Linked DNA regions of Sus scrofa: region 1 is linked to region 2. Evidence: chromatin contacts called from public targeted proximity ligation data. All regions are on one chromosome and are shown on one strand. The core of a region is the stretch at or near the end of the contact, and the rest is flanking DNA. Distances in the headings are between cores, read along the strand shown. Region 1 has its middle 180 kb from the start of DUSP6. Region 2 overlaps LOC110260804 (a long non-coding RNA gene).

Region 1 (5,646 bases), core at 823-3,322, 100 kb after region 2:
TGTTGTTGTCTTTTTAGGGCCGCATCCATGGCACATGGAGGTTCCCAGGCTAGGGGTTGAATTGGAGCTACAGCCTACAGCACAGCCATAGCAATGCCAGATCCGAGCTGCATCTGTGACCTGCACCACAGCTCATGGCAACACCGAATCCTTAACCCACTGAGTAAGGCCAGGGGTCACACCTACATCCTCATGGATGCTAGTCAGATTAGTTTCCATTGAGCCATGATGGCAGCTCCTCAGACTTTTTAATAATTAAAAGAACCATGAATTGAGTCTGTATCTTCAAAGGGAAATTAAACCTCATGGTGTTAATTTGCTTATTCTTACTTACATTTAAATAAATTTAGGTTAAATTATATTTAGCACCTTAAGAAAACAAAGATGAATCAAATACTGATAATTCTTTTCAGCCTAATTTTTCTAATAAAGTTATATGGTAGCAATATTGAAACCTCCACTTAATGTATATATACCTTTTGCAGTGGTATCACAATGGAGTTTATTTTTATATTAAATGAGGACTTCACCAATTTTCTTAAAGTCCTCTCTTAATCCTTTTCATCAAATAGTTATTTTTTGCTCCACCTATCACATCAGTATCCTTGATTTCCTCTTCATTAATTTTTAATAGGTTCACTTTTGCCAGTTCTTTTTGTGTGTATGAGTGTGTGTGATCCAAGAATTTTTCCGACATCGCTTTCATCCAATCTTACGAAATCCTACAACTTTTGCAATATTTGCCATTTTGCTTGGCAATCTATTGCACTGCATTTGCATTGTTTGATTAAAGGTCTGTAAAATCTACCCCATCAGTCAGAGTTGGTATTGTATGGTGGGTTGAGACATAGGTTAGGGGTTAAGGAGAGTGGGACAGTGGTGACTAGTATTACGAGAGGTCAATCAGCCCCTTTATGAATATTTGTGTGTTACAGTGCTTCTTTGCTTCCCTAAGCAACCATGTAATTGGGGGATGGGGCATAATGCATGTTCAAATAATTAAGACTCCCTGGGCTCAAATAATTGTTGAATGGAATGGAACTGACCTTGCCTGAATCTGCTCTCAACCTATAAATGCAGCAGATGTTAGGAGCCTTCAGGCTTGGGTTGCACAGAGATGAATGAAATCCTCTTCCAACTATTTTGGTGTGTATGAACAGAGCTGAGAGAATTCCAGAACTACTGGAATGTTAACTCTCAAATCTAGAGACTTGCTTGAAGGCCTATAATTATCTCTATGGTGTTGTCTTTCGACATATCTAAGAAGCTGAACGGTTTTATTCAAGGTGGGCTAAGGGGGTGGGAAAACTAAATAAGACTTAGGTTCCAGGCCTGTTCTATCAGTGCTATAGTATGCTTTTTGAGGTGCAGGCTATTGAAGTATTAGCTTCAGCAGACTTCAAAATTGGGCTCTTCATTTCTCTTAACCTCATATATTGTTATATTCTGTGTTGGTATAACTTCATACATAAGAATCAATTTTCTTTTTTAAGTACTTAGACATAATAGGTCAGTGGGAGAGGATGAACATACTGCTACCCACCACCGCCTAACAAGACGCGCGTGACCACATATTTGAATAGTATTATTTGCAAAGTATAAAAGCACGTAAAAGTAACATTTTTCCCCATAGGTAGGGAGAATAATGATAGTTTGTTTCCTTCCTCTTTTTGCTTCTTTAGCAGGCTATTTAGATGACTTTTTTTTCCCCTTTTGCTCCTATTATTGTTGGATGTGGGGTTTTTGATTAATTCTGTATTTTTCTTCCTACTGAATTTGCAAACTTCTTGCAAAATCCCTCTCTTATTTTGTTTCATGTGCCCAGCATCTGACGTGGGACTCCATAAATGTCTGTTACATGTTTTTTTCAATTACATTAGAAATTAAAAAAAAATTAAAAAAAAAAAAGAAATTAAGAAGCTGGCTTAGGAAGGAAGAAATGGTAAATGGTTGTGGTGGAAGGGAAGTGGTTTGTGCTAACTTTGCCACGACAGGAAATAAAACAAGGTTAACTGGTGACGGGTAGGACAGAGGGTAAGTGCTCTGTTGCATATTATGAAAGTGGCAGAGGGACAAAGTACAATGACTGTTTTACTGAAAAAAACAGATAAATGAGTTGGAACATGCTTGCCTGAGCACTGATAAACTTGGAGCCATTGAGCAGTTAGATACTCTATGCTAGCGACAAGGTATAAAGTCATCAGCATAGTCGCTTAGGCCTTTCAATATGCACCCTTTCATAAAAAGTGCTTCCCTATAGGAAATGACGCTTTTTAATGATGTGTCCCAGAAGCTTAGCTGGTGCTTAATACAAGGTGATGGAATCTCCTAAAAATGGGGATTTTAATCTCCAAAAATCTCCATTTTTTTTTTTTTTTCTTTTTAGAGCCACACCTGCAGCATACAGAACTTCCCAGGCTAGGGGCTGAATTGGAAATACAGCTTCCAGCCTAGACCACAGCCACAGCAATGCAGGAGCCAAGCCCCATCTGCAGTCTACGCAACAGCTCATGGCAAGGCAGGATTCTTAACCCACTGAGCGAGGCTAGGGATCAAACCCACAACCTCATGGATACTAGTCAGATTTGTTTCTGCTGAGCCACAGTGGGAACTCCCCCCACATCTCCATTTTAAGGCGATTCCATTCCATCAGAAATCTCCAATGACCGACAGAAAGAGGACACAAAGGTTTTCTGGAAGTCATACGTCTGCTGAATGTGTCTACAGACCTGTGAAGAAAGAAGAGCTTAATTAGGCAGATGAGCAATTTCCTGAAAAGGCCTATGCAGGAACTGGATTACGTCTCATTTCCTCTGAGAGAGGCATGAAAAATATGATGATTAAAACGCACTGTTCTGGAGCTTAGCCGTTCTCCAGTTTACCTTCACTTGGTGGGAGTAAGAGAAGGTGATGCTACTGGTTTTGAGTTGGGCTTTCTTCGTCATGAATGTTGGATTTCTTCAGGCAGAATATGTGTTAAACTGAGCTCCAGATTATCTGAGTTCGGGATTCTACTTTGTGGATTGCCTTTGGTTAAGCTATAATCCTTTTAGTCAGAAGAATGTTCTAATCCATCTCTCCCCACTTCCAGTGGCTCAGGAAACAGAAACCAATTTTGATTTCAACTAATCCAAACTTGATGAAGAAAGGAAATACAATGCCACTCTATGAAAGCACGAAGTTCCTTTCAAAGCCAACATGTACTTTAAAAAATATTCTACTGGTATTTGATTTATTCCTATCCCCTGGATCTTTCCATTTCAAAGCCTATGACTGGAGTTTGCTGTCATGGACGTGAACACTTGACTTCAAAGATCAGAGTCAAAAGCCCTCTCTGGACCGTATGAACCTTAGCTTCCATTTCTCAGTGCTTCTGCTTTTTGAAATAAAGGAAGTTTGAAAGTCTTTCTTAGTTTCCTTATATTACTTGTCTATTTCCTCCCCTTTTGTGTTTTACAAAACTGAGTCATGGAAACCCATCCCATTTCACCATCATACAGAAGACATAGTGTAATTATCAAGAAAAGAAGCTTTTTTATTCTTTGTTAAACTCTCAGAAATCTTGGGAGTTCCTGTCATGGCTCAGTGGTTAACGAATCTGACTAGGAACCATGAGGTTTTGGGTTTGATCCCTGGCCTTGCTCAGTGGGTTAAGGATCGGGTGTTGCCATGAGCTGTGGTGTAGTTCGCAGACGTGGCTCGGATCCCGCCTTGCTGTGGCTCTGGTGTAGGCCGGCGGCTACAGCTCTGATTGGACCCCTAGCCTGGAAACCTCCATATGCTGCAGGAGCGGCCCAAGAAATCACAAAAAGACACACACACAAAAAAATAAAAAAAAAAAAACCTCTCAGAAATCCTAGTTATTAAGCCTCATTACAGATCACCGATTTGAGATATTTTGAATTTTTTTAACAGTGGGCTAGTGATTTGGAATGGCTGTTCTTATTAGAGTTGTTCTTTCAGTAGTAGTCAGGTCTAGCTGACTATTGAACTGAGTTCAAGTTTAAAAAAAGTAAGTTCAGTGCCAGGTTTCACTTAAATATACCTGCATAAAAAGGAATTGTAAACATGCTCCTTCTAAACCAGAAATTAAGGATTTGAAAAAACAGTGTGTTGGGAGTGAAACACTGATGAAAATGAGATTGTGATGTCTGCCACACGGGCAGGCTGGGAGAAAGGCAGTCAGCAAACTCCCCTGGCTTGGTCAGGCGGTTTGATCAGCAACATTTTTATTTTAGTTCAGCAAAGGACCTGCATTGGTGTATTAGTCAGGATCCTCTTAGAGAAAGTGGACAAACAGGATATTAATTAATTAATTGACTTATTTATTTATTGTGAGAAACTGACTCGTGTGCTTTTGGAGGCTGAGAAACCCCACGATTTGACTTCTGTGAGCTGGAGATCCAGGAAAGCTGGTAGCCGAATTTGGTCTGAGTCGGAAGACCTGAGAACCAGATAAGCCAGTGGGATAGACGAGAGGCCAAGCGCAGAAGAGGAGATGAGATGTCCCAGCTCCATCGGGGAAGCAGGTGAAGAAGGGATGCCTTCCTGCTTGCCCCTCCCATTCTGTCCAGGCCCCTCTTAGTGAGGAGCACCACCTATTTTACTGAGTCTGCCAAATGCAAATGCTAATCTCATCAAAATCCAAAAATCTCTATTAGTCAGGGATGGCCAGAGAAACAGAACCCATAGGAGATTTACTTATTTAGTTGTGTGTTTGTTTCTTTTAGGAATTGGCTCATGGGGTTGCCTACCTACATCAGTAAGGTTGAACTTCTTTATTTCACATCTTTGGATTCAAACAATAAACTCTGCCAGAGACCCCCCTCATAGACACGGAAGAAATAATGTTTTACCAGCTCTCTGGGCTGCCTTTCACCCAGGCAAGCGGACACATTAAAATCAGCCATCACAGGGCCCCTTTAACCAACTAAGCAATGAAGCTTGGCACCAGGATCAGAGTATATAGAAGTGATTTTGGAATGTTCTGGTGGTTTTGAGAAGTTTAAAATGACCAAAACCATCATAGAATTCATTTAATAAACTAATAAAATTTACAAAGTAGATTTCATAAAGAGGACAAGTTATTACAAGAGTTCTAAAGATCTCATTTAATTTATTAAATAATTTACATTCATTTAATTAAAAGTTCATGAACAGAAGGAAGAGTGTGAATCCAAGGTTAGTAGAACTAAATTGCAACATTCCTCTCTGTTCTATGTTTTCTTCCCTCCGCAGTACTTGATGGCATGGATCTGCTCACGGCGACAACCACCCTACACACATGTATGCGCACAAGAGTATTTTAGAGCAGATGTTTAAAGAAGGCTCAAGCAGGAGTATGCAGGCCAGGTCTGACTATCGGATGTGTTTTGTTTACCTCTGCACAGTGTTTAAAACTTAAAATTATCTTCAATAACAAGGCGTAAATAAAAATTTCCAGGCTATCTTGAAAAATGGAGAGATTTGGTATTGTTGCACCTATAATATCTATGTGTCCCAGAGAGGCTGAAACTGAGCTCAAGGGCCAGTGACACAATCCCTACCACTCTCGAATTCCTCTTTGCCACTTATGATCAAAAGTTTGGACTGTTGGTTGTTCTTACAGTAAAATTAGGATAAAAGTGAAATATTTTGTATTTTTTT
Region 2 (5,151 bases), core at 2,383-4,882:
TTTCTTTTTTTTTTTTTTTGATTCATGCATTTTACAGTTAACTGGAAGAGAAGGCTACTCTTTTCTCCTATCCCCTCGGCGTGGGTGGGAAGTTGTGAATCAGCACAGCTATAAATCTCCAGAAAAAAACTTATATTAGCACCGTCACTACAGACATTCTTAGCTTTGTGACTCAGTGGGACGTTTTTCTTCAGCACTATAGTCTTAATCACCTACTTTCTGGAAATGAACAACGAAAAAAGAGAGAAAACAGAACTAACAGAAGTTCTAACAAACTTAAAAAGGACTCCCTTGACCTCAATCCAAATTGAGGCTGTCCTTATCAATGTGTGGAAATTCCTGTTCCGTGGACATAGAATGTAAGGCTTTGATTCTATCTGGCTGAGTAAAGAGCTGTACATTTGCTTTATTCTGACTGCTTAGATTTTGGGAAAAAGAACAGTTCCCCTGGGGTGGGGGGAGAACAGCTCCTGAAGCCCTGAGGGAGGATTTGCCTTTGATCTTATCCCTCTGCTTTTTCTTTTTAACTCAAGGTTAACCTTAGATTCAGGTCCCTCTTTGTCTTTAGACAGATTCTATAATCATTTTCAAAGTGAGAGTGTAAGCAATGTTTCCAAAAGGTCACCATGATGAGATTAAAACACTGCAAACGGACATTTAAGATATTTCCCTCTTATTCCTTTGATTTTAGGTCAGGCATTATTAATAAAAATTGGACATAGTAATAACTTTGTCACTGTTTTAAACTAGTTTTTAACGAAGAGAAAAGAAAGAAGGTACAGTGATAAACCACCATAGGATTTTTCATATAGAAGAGAATCATCAGGAATAGACTAACAACTAGATTAGAATATAACTAGCAATCTAAATGTCATCGTGCAAGACCTTTTTAACACATGAACCTGTTAAAAGTTTTAAAGAATTATGGTGAACCACATACAATCACTATGGAAAACAGTATGGAGGTACCTCGGAAAACTAAATACAGAACTACCATATGACCCAGCAATCCCACTCCTGGGCATCTATCCAGACAAACTTTTATTGAAAAAGATACATGCACCCCTCTGTTCAAGGCAGCACTATTCACAATAGCCAAGACATGGAAACAACCTAAATGTCCTTTGACGGATGACTGGATTAAGAAGATGTGGTACATATGCACAATGGAATACTACTCAGCCATAAAAAGAACATGGATGGAACTAGAGACTCTCATACTAGGTGAAGTAAGTCAGAAAGAGAGACAGATACCATATGATATCACATATCTGGAATCTAATATACAGTACAAATGACTATTTCTACAGAAAAGAAACAAACTCATGGATTTGGAGAACAGACTTGTGGTTGCCGAGGGGCCGGGGGAGGGACTGGGATGGACTGGGAGTTTGGGGTTAGTAGATGCAAACTGTTGCATCTGGAGTGGATAAGCAATGAGATCTTTCTGTATAGCAGAGGGAACTATATCTACTCACATGCGATGGAGGGTAATGTGACACAAAGAGAATATATATATATATATATATATATACACATATATATACACACACACACACGCATGCACACACACACACATATACACACACACACATATATATGACTGGGTCACTTTGCTGCACAGCAGAAACTGCAAAACAATGTAAATCAACTACAATAGAAAAAATAAAAACCTAAAAACATAAGAATTATGGTGAACCATAAATGGAACAAAAAGCCCGCTAGAGGAGGTGTCAGGAAGATTGAGTTCTCACTTGAGTTCTGTTGTTAACCATTTCTATGATCTTCATAGAATACTTCTTGATCTCTTTCCTCACCTGTGAAATAATACATTAGAGGAGTTCCCGTCGTGGCTCCGTGGTTGACGAATCTGACTAGGAACCATGAGGTTGCGGGTTCAATCCCTGGCCTTGCTCAGTGGATTAAGGATCCGGCGTTGCCGTGAGCTGTGGTGTAGGCTGGCGGCTACAGCTCTGATTCGACCCCTAGCCTGGGAACCTCCATATGCCATGGGAGCCGCCCAAGAAATGGCAAAAAGACAAAAAAAAAAAAAAAAAGAAAGAAAAGAAATAATATGTTAGAGCTCCAGAATCTATGGCTCAGAGGATGCCATTTTGTATGATTCTGTAGAAGCATATATGTAGCTTTTGTAAATAGAAATAAAAGTGCAAGGGGCTCCTTGTCAGTAGGTTATGCTCTCAGGATTAAGCTGTGGTTTCGGTAAGGGATTTGATCCAGTCCACCTACATGTTCTCTTACGTGGTTCTTCTTGGAGACAGGGCAGACAATTCTCTTTCCCACTTGTGACGAGGCATTCTGTCTATGAGTATTGTTAACTTTGGTCTCCCTGGCATTCGCCTTGAAATGATTAAATGAATAATGTGGCAAGTGCGGTTGCCACAGAGTTTATACCCAATAATGGCCCCAAAGAGTTACACATGGCTGCTCCTTGACCCAGTAAAATGCAGTTATAAAAATCCACCAGGCAATTGGAAGCTGTCAAAAGTCATTTCTCAATGAGTCATTTGTCTCTGTTAACAAGAATGAGTTAGGGACAAGTGGAAAATATTTGTTATTTTAAGGCAGCTAAATTTCAACAGATGAGCAAAAAGTTGTCATTCCACACTTATGAATAACAGTTGGTTATTTTGAAACCAACAGCCCTTGCTTCCTTCAGGCGTGCTTATGAATGCTTATCACTCAGACAACTTGTTAGTTACCAGTTTCCCAAAGCAGAGACGGAGAACCACCCTCTGCTACGGATGCGAAGCCGGAAAATGGGGGGATGCAGGAGGAGAGTCAGGTATAATCAGACTGGAGGAGCCCAGCCTGGATTTTGCTCTTTTCCCAAGCCCCTCTTTCATCTGTAAAGTGAAGTTGTTTTTAGAGACTCCCTCAAGATCACGTCTGCTCTAAATATCTGTGACTTATGAACTCAGTGGCCTTAAGTAAGTGGTAAAATCTCAGTATCTTCCTGTTGATTCATTTGTTTGTAATAAACTTTAATCAACACATGATATCCCTAACTATGTAGTTACGGATACTTGGCTTTGTGATGTGGGCAAGATAAACTCCTGACTTCTGCATATTAAATTATTCTTAATTAGCAATTGAAGTACATTCATCAGATAATTGCTCACCGTTTGAAATCTTTATCTATAGAAGGGTTATTGACCTGTTTTCCATTGGAGATGAACTTTGTAAGCTTTCTGTGAGTGTGAGATAAGAGTCTACGAGCATGTACATATTCTAAAGAAAATACAGGAGAAAAAGACTCTTAGAAAATCTCAACTCTTCTCGTATGAATAATCATATTCTCCGCAGCTTAACAGTCTAGAAATCTTTTTATTTTTTTTTTAAAGTACTGGACTGAAGATTCCGAGGGAGCCAATGGCTATAAGCCATAGTGCTATGGCAGTTAATGTGTAACATACAGCTTCCTGGTGAATGGATCAGAAATAACTCCATTACACTTAAAAAGGCAGTTTATTTGCCAGGTTTTATGTGTACAATTATGAAAGGGTTTTCAGCATTTAGAGTCCAACCCTTGGAATTATTGCAGAGAGCCTCGTCATAGCTATAGCTGTACAGAGGCCAAGATCCCCTGGGGAGGGTGAAATAGCCAAAGACTACCACGTTGGCTGAGCAAACACTTCCTGCTTTCTCTAAGGTGACTGATTATTCCAAAAGGCTGGGACTACCTGAGAGATAGCTGTGGTGAGAGAGCTACCAGGTTAATAAAGAAGGGATTCAGGCATAGGCCCTGGGGTGAAAGGTTAAGAGGCATGGTTTACATAGAAGCTTTATTTAGTTATCACTCAGAGGTCTGTTCAAGGAAACTGTCTTGCGCAATAATTAAGATCACAGTTTGGACTGAATGAGGGCTCTGCACCGAAGGGCAATACCTCTTTATTGATTAGGATTTCGTTTTACTTTGAATAAGCAGATCCATGCATGTGAACAATGACAAAGCCTAAGTCCCATTGTTAAATGAAATTACGACCTTCCTAAGTACCTCATTAGCTCTTCTTTCCAGAACCCTAAACCTTCCTCAATCAACAAGTTCATATACTATCTCAGTTTCCCTGTGGGAAAGGCTCTAAGCTAGCCTAAATATTTGGGGACTTTTTCAAATATCTAGTTGAAATCGGCATTACTTTAGCAGAAATTTCCATTTTCTCTTTGAAGAGCTTAAAGATCTATAGTATTTCCTTATTTTTTCCTTTTTGATGGGGAAGCCACCTTTGTGTGTGTGTGTGTGTGTGTGTGTGTGTGTGTGTGTATGTGTGTGTGTGTGAAGGTATAATGTTGAAATGATGTCTGTGTCTGTAAATAGTCAAGCAGATGCCTCCTTTTTGGGTATTTTCCCCATTTTTGAAAACAGCGGATCACACAATATTACTTATACAAACAAACATCCAACCTTTATAACTGCAAACATGAGGACAATCTGCTAATTGCTGTTTTCTTTTGCCATAACACCTATGTGTGTGTATCTGACTCAGAAGCCAGAGATCACAATAGCTCGTTTCACACAGTGAATTTCTAGCTACTTAAAAAGGAACACCTCCAAACCTAATTTGATTTATGCAGATGAGCTCCCTTCCAAAATTTCAGGAATCTAATCTTTGCAAAAAGCTAGGTATAAGTAACAGTTTGGGAGAGGAAGCTGTCTGTTCCAGAGCTGCTCAGCACTTAATGGGTGACCCAGTGCTTTCTAAACATCTGTTCTTTCTGTGTGGTCTGGAGGAGGCAGGTGGTATCCTAGAATTACAGATGATGAGTCAGATAAAAATATGGTGGGTGTGTCAGAGGCTGTAAGAACTCACCAAGTATTAATGTACTCCTTTGCTTTTCCCAGGCTCCCTTGCAGTTAAGCTTAGAGCTATATGAATAGTTGTGGCCAATGAAAAGTGAGAAGAAGTGCCATGTGTGTCATGTTTGCACTAAGACCTTAAGAGATGGCCTGCTTCCTTCAGTTCTTTTTTCCCTCAGCGTTCCAGATGGCACAGCTATGAGACAGCGATCTGAGGCAGAAACACATTTTTCCTGGGTTAAGCCATTGAGATTTGGGGTTTGCTATCATAGCAGCGAGCATTAATTACCCTGATTAATACCGTAAGTGATACTCCTTCAGTTAGAAAGTTGTTG

The links.
Region 1: a contact with region 2 is called in a targeted proximity ligation map of alveolar macrophages. A contact is called at or near these places in 1 of 5 promoter capture datasets (liver), 9 of 47 Hi-C or Micro-C datasets (adipocytes, embryonic fibroblasts, fibroblasts and 3 more) and 2 of 2 datasets of targeted methods (alveolar macrophages and skeletal muscle).

Annotation. Positions count from the first base shown.
Region 1 is chr5:93,478,394-93,484,039 of Sscrofa11.1, forward strand. No RefSeq gene overlaps it. Among named protein-coding and RNA genes, the nearest start is that of DUSP6, 180 kb to the left of the region's middle.
Region 2 is chr5:93,377,144-93,382,294 of Sscrofa11.1, forward strand. The region is part of intron 2 of LOC110260804 (a long non-coding RNA gene); the gene reads right to left. Among named protein-coding and RNA genes, the nearest start is that of DUSP6, 77 kb to the left of the region's middle.